Regions from separate parts of the Hordeum vulgare genome. Here region 1 is linked to region 2. Evidence: chromatin contacts called from public Hi-C data. All regions are on one chromosome and are shown on one strand. The core of a region is the stretch at or near the end of the contact, and the rest is flanking DNA. Distances in the headings are between cores, read along the strand shown.

Region 1 (2,951 bases), core at 11-2,510, 200 kb before region 2:
CTCATCCTAAACAGGCGACGAAAATACGACTCCGGGTATGTGGGATTCTCCACGAAATAGTTCTTCATCAATCTGTTATGGGCATCAATCCTATCTCTTCAATTTTTTCTCCCGACCCATAACCGAACCACCGTGCTTCGGTTTTTCTTGATATGCATAGCTATGATCATTGCAAGATCCTCCTCCTCTTCCATATTAAATTCTTCTTCGGAAGAATCATACAACGAACTCATCTACAATGTTCAATACTATACTATAAAAACTACAATTCAAAACATGCACCAAATTCATGAAGTTTGAGCAATACATACCTTGTAGGCGTTTTGTCGAACACCTTGCGGCAGCGAGCGCTCGGGCGCTGTTCCTCGGACGATGGAGGCGCGCGAGGGCCGGCGGGACTAGGAGGGGGTGGGGCGGAAGCGCGGTGGCGCGGGGATAGGCCGGGGAAGCGCCTGAACGGTCGCCGGGGGGCGCGAGCGGCGGCGGCGGCGCGGCCGGATGGGGGGTGGAAGTGAGAGAGCGAGAGCGCGTGAGCGAGCGCAGCAAATAAGCGGCGCGCGATTGCGTTTCGGCCAGCGCGCTGAACTGCATATGCCGCGCGCGCCGTTTTTATGCGTCCGCTGGAGCCATCCGCCACGTTGCGCTAGTTTAGCGCGGTTGTTGGAGATGCTCTTAGTTGATGGTAATGACTGCCAAGTCCAAGATAAACAGAACCGTGGACCATAAGCGGGTGCTCGGGAACGATGAAATGAACGTGCTTCGTATCACGCCAGTCCCAGGAGCACCTTGTGTACACTGTATGAGTATATATGCGTCACATTAGGCTCACGAAAATATCTTGCATGCTAACCTTATGCGACCTCTCCAAGCACCAAGAGCCATCGCTCCCGTGGGAGGCCAGATTTACAGAATAGTGTCAGCCCATTTTGCACCGCTCGTCGTCCGTAAAGACGTCACCGATCGATACGTCGCTCTCACTGTACGTAACACAAACCTACACACAGTTACACCTATAATAAACAAGCCAAAGCCTAACGTGCGTCGAACGATACCGACCAAAACCTTACAATATTGAAAGGTTGGAGCACGATATTATATAGGAATGACATTTGCCTACGTACGTGTTCCTTCCGGAGTCCCACGTCTGCCGATGTCCACCGTGAATGAAGCATGACCGTACACGACCAGTAAGCAATCGACGTGTGCGTGTGCTCCCCAGTACTCGTAGTCGTAGCTACTACCAACCAGTGAGTGATTGATTGATCGATGCAGCTGCGCCACGAGAAGTGCCGCTCAGCTTGAGCCTACCTTTCCGTTCCAACGCTGGTCCCTCGACCACCAGCCCAGCATATATTATCAATGTCCATAAACCACAGGTACATGCATCCACGTCAACGAAAAGCAGAACCCTGTGGGAGCAGTAGTACGTGTGGTTCTAGTGCCACGCTCCGGCGTCCGGGTGTCAGCTAAATGCGCCGGCCGGTGCGGGGACTGTAGGAGAACACCGCCACCCTTGTCACCGAATCCTTGGGAGTGTCGTCCATCCACAGCGCGGTTGAGGCGGACGCCTGTCGCGCCACCGAGGGCGACGACGACGTGGAGCAGCCTTGGGCGCGTTTCGGCCTTTTCGGGGCGTGATTGGGCGTTGGGTACTCCTGCTACCGTGGAACAGTATGGTTCTCCGAATTGTTTCCCTTCTCCGAGGTCCATCATGGAGATGCTTCCGGGCAAACTGCAACGTAGTCGACCTATGAGAGCCAAAGAAAGGAGGCCGGGGCAGCACATGCACCGCTAGCCACGACGTGAGCTCACGGCCACGCGCCCCACACGGCACCCGCATGCATAATGTGGGTGCAATTGCATCGATCCACCGGCCGGCACGCACCGCGTACGTTCGGTATGCCGTATCCGAATGATTCGTTGGTGCTGTTCGTACGGGCTGGTCCAATATCCATGTCCACAGCTCGACACACAACGGCGGGCGACGGCCGCCGGCCGGCAGGAGAGATTTTTAAGTGGAGCGCATGTGGTTACCGTCCGTCGAGGCGTCATCGGTCGCATATGGAAAAACCAGCGCTGGCCACAATTAGAAATAGCAAGAGCCGGATCTTTTACTTGACACTGCTACACACACACATGTCGCTACGTACGTCCCGTGCTTCCTGTGCATTCGCGCGGCTACACCATCGCAAAGGCGCAGGGACGCTACGACGCCGTTATGGTAGAGGGGCAGCTTGCACCGACGCCGTTATGGTAGAGGGGCAGCTTGCACCGACGCATATGTCGCCGTTCGAGCGGGCGCTAAAACAACATCGGCTCGCGTTGGTTCAAATCGGCGACGATCGCGCGAGCCAAGACGACTTGGCGGCCATGACCACGACGAACCTGAACTTCGTCGCGGAGCAACATTGTCATCTATGATGTCATCCGCGCTCAAACCTTTGGTCACCAGGAAGCGGCCGTTGCGGAGGAGAATAACACAAGTTACACCTCATACGGGTCATAGACGAACCATCTGGAAGCTCGATGGACGACGACAGCCAAGGCGTCAGGTTTTTCTCGTGGACCACACGTCCACCGGCGATGGACAGGGCACGGACTCCTTTATGAATGAGTAGGACACGGGAGCCGACAAGACCTGGTGTCTCATGTGGGCCAATCTACCTCGCTAGTTCTACTATTTTTTAGCGGAGACCGCACATTCTCTACATCGGTCTTATTGTTGGTGCTCATGAAGATGGCGGATAGAAGATGACACGGGCTTGGATTCTAGGCGCCGTCGCCGTAGAAAAGATTTATGCGCGGATTTTTTATTCTGAATATTCAAAATGCAATGAACATCGTCATATATTTGTATAAAATCTGGACGTGCTTGTACGCATTTACTTTGATTGGTTTGATGTGTTATTAAAATGTACTCCCTCCGTTCCTAAATATAAGTCTTTTAAACG
Region 2 (3,163 bases), core at 366-2,865:
TCAAGAAGAAGGTTCTCGGGCTTCAAATCACGGTGATAGACGCCCCTGCTGTGACAAAAGTCAACTGCGCAGATCAGCTGCTGGAAGTACTTCCTTGCAGCATCTTCCTTGAGCCTTCCTCTCTGAACCTTGTTAAACAGCTCACCGCCCTTGACATGCTCCAACACAAAGTAAATCTTGGTTTTGGTCGCCATGACCTCATACATCTGAACAATGTTAGGGTGCTTGACCAGCTTCATCACAGAGATCTCGCGCTTGATCTGGTCCGTGAGCCCGCCCTTCAGAACCTTCTCCTTGTCGGTCACCTTGATGGCGACGCTCTGCGAGGTCTCGATGTTGCGGGCATGGTAGACCTTGGCAAAGGTCCCCTGCCCGAGCATCTTCCCCATCTCGTACTTGTGCATCAGAATATTCCCCTTCTGCTCCCCCATGATGGCAGGCAGGCAGGCAGGCAGACGTACACAGAAAAAAGCAGCAGCGATCCCGGGAGCTTGCAAGGGAACCTGCGGGCGCTGGATGGCCTCAACCGTCCCCTCCGAGGTGGTAATCTAAGATGATGGTTGAGATGCCACGTCGAACCCCATTGTGCAGAAGCACATGGAAGAAGAGGTGCGCTGTGTGGTGCTGCGAGGCGGTGTCATCAAGGTCAATCAAAGCAGAAAGTGGGGCGGCTACCCTGCCGATTCCCTCGCAAGGTAGCTCTCTAGCATGCAAACACATCTCTCTGCATTCCCTAAGATGGTTCCTCCTTGTAGAAATCAAGATGCTGCGAATCACAAGATAAAAAAAAGCACAACGTCAGGCACGCGGATTTCTGCGGTGAAAGGCAAATCCAAATTGGAAGCTAGTAATTAGAACGCATATGTCTACGCAGAAGAGGAAAAATAGATCTCTTGCACGTACACGGACAAAAGCATATGCGTACGTTCCTCTTACGGAAGATGGTCAGAAACGAACGAAATCTAACTTTCCATGGCAAGTCGATCGACCTCGATCTCTCTCTCTCTGTGGACGCACTACCGCGGAGCCTAAAGCTATCGCTCAGCCGCCGAAAATGAAGCGGCAGCGCCGGGAAACGCGCGTGTGACCAGGGAGACAGGCGGTGCAATCGACACGAACTGAGAAAGGAAAACTAGCATCCCTATTAATCCGTGCTACTCCTGAATAGCCGAGCCGTCTCTGGACATCATCAGAGTTGGCGCACATACACATACACATACACATACACATGAATCGAGAGGCAGGAACGGGGAGAAGCGAGCGAGTCCGTACCAGATCCCGGCGGCTGGCGACGGACGCGAACGGAGCCCGCAGCAGCGCGGCGGTGGGTCGGATCCACCGCTCCGCCAAGAAGCAGCCCTGGCGAGATGAGTAGTCGCGAGGAGGAGGAGGGCGGCGGGGTACGGAAGGGAGGAGGGCGGCGGGGGAGTGGTTGCGTTGCAGCAGATTTGCGGCTCGGGGTTGGGTTGGGAGGTCTGTTTCTGTTTCTGTTTCTTTTTCTAGAGGCCGGCGTGGTGAGGTGCGAGGGAGTGCGTTGTGCAGCGAAAGGTTAAGCTTGAGAGGCGGCTCCGTTTTATACGCGGCGGGGGCGGCCGGGCCAAACCCCCCCTCCCGGCACCCGCTAGGGATGGATCCATTCTCGCAGAGAGATATTCCTCCCTCTCCCGACCCTCACCGCCCACCCACCGCGCGCCGCTGTGGGCCGGTAAAATTACGCCGCGGCGGGGCCCACCAATAATGCGCTGGCCTGTCGTCTCTCTCTCTGCCGCGACGGACGGACGGACGGACGGACGAAATTAGATCGGCCCGTTGCGGTGCACCCTCCCAGGGCCGCCCTCCGCCGTCCGTTCGGCCTACCGGACCGGGTTTGGTAGGCATGCATGCGTGGTTCCCGTGCCTGGCGCTCGTGTTTTGGGCGAATCATGGCGCTCCATAATCGATTAATCGTAGGGTCATAGCACATAGGAAGATCTTTTTTCACCCGCCGCTGTAAATTACTAGATTTTGGAGCATATAGGGAAAGCATCAACGGCGCAGATCGTGGATGGCGATCTGCCAGCTTTGAAACAACGGGAAACACTATAATCTAGCAGTAGTATCATCCAAGGTAATTACTACTTTAAGATTTCGCCGGCAAGAGGAGCAAAGAGTTGCAATGTACAGCGTGGGCGTTCACCGCATGCAGAAGCGCCACGGCCCGACGCGCAGCCCTGCTGCACCGTCCGATCGGCGCCGTGCCTGAGGTCACGATGATGCCATGGCTAACATGCACCGGGTCGTACGGCCCGTCGCGCGTTAGAGCATCTCCAACAGCCGCGCGCTTCGGCTGGTTTGTCGCGTCGTGCAGCGCTGGCTCCAGCAGCAGCGTTAAAATGCACAACGCGCGTCGCTCCAGCAGCGCGCGTAAAAATGCAATGAACATGTGAATTTGACACAAACAAGTTGATGTATAAAAGTTCATGCCCACAAGTTCATCCAACCAAGTTCAAAATGCAAACTAAAGTTCAAGACATATAAATGAAAGACACATCACTCATCATCTTCCTCGTCTTCGTCCTCATCTTCCGAAGACGATTCTTCCGCCTCCGTGGATGAATCTTCCTCCCTAACCTCATCACGCACCGCATCACGTGAAGCTCCGACGGTGTTGGCAAGATCTTCAACGGCATCTTCATGGGAATGTGTCTGAGGAGGCACATCGAAAGACCTTCCACCCATGGGCGGAGGTGCACCCATGTCTCCCATGAGAGAAGCAAAACTCATGCCTCCCATGGCGGCCATAGCGTCGGAGGGTGCTCCAAAGCCACCCATGCCTCCCATGGCGGCCGGAGGTGCGCCCATGCATCCCATGGCTCCAAAACCACCCATGCCTCCCATGGCGCCGAGGCCACCGCCACCCTGCAAGCTTCTTTCCCTTCGAGCTACCGGAGCCGTCCGCCGCCTTGTTCTTCTTCTCGGAAGTTTTTCCCTTCTTCGGCCGTGCCGCATTGAGGAGCTTCGACGGTGCGGCGGCGGCACGGGACAGCGCCGGCGCGACGCCACCCGTCGCCGTGGTCCGCGGCGGCAAAAAGAAGCTCGCGCGAGGCCGGCGGTGGCGACGCCAACGCTCCCCGCGCTAGGGTTTTCGACGGCTGCGGCGGGAGGGGGGGCTGTACAACGGGGT

The links. A called contact is a pair of places that touch in the nucleus more often than the background predicts.
Region 1: a contact with region 2 is called in a Hi-C map of leaf, with 2.4 times the contacts expected there. The contact joins the enhancer-like site here to the promoter of LOC123424719 in region 2. A contact is called at or near these places in 3 of 6 Hi-C or Micro-C datasets (leaf and seedling).

What each region holds. Positions count from the first base shown.
Region 1 is chr2H:41,013,305-41,016,255 of MorexV3_pseudomolecules_assembly, reverse strand. No RefSeq gene overlaps it. Among protein-coding and RNA genes, the nearest start is that of TRNAS-UGA, 18 kb to the left of the region's middle. Within about 2 kb of position 1,260, at least 3 of the 3 cell types and tissues checked have open chromatin away from gene starts, as enhancers often do. A contact at or near this core is called in leaf and seedling, where this site is marked.
Region 2 is chr2H:40,812,115-40,815,277 of MorexV3_pseudomolecules_assembly, reverse strand. It overlaps LOC123424719 (CBL-interacting protein kinase 2-like), which reads right to left and starts at 1,615. Exons shown (of 2, transcript XM_045108389.1): 1 at 1,273-1,615; 2 at 1-766. The coding sequence starts at 431.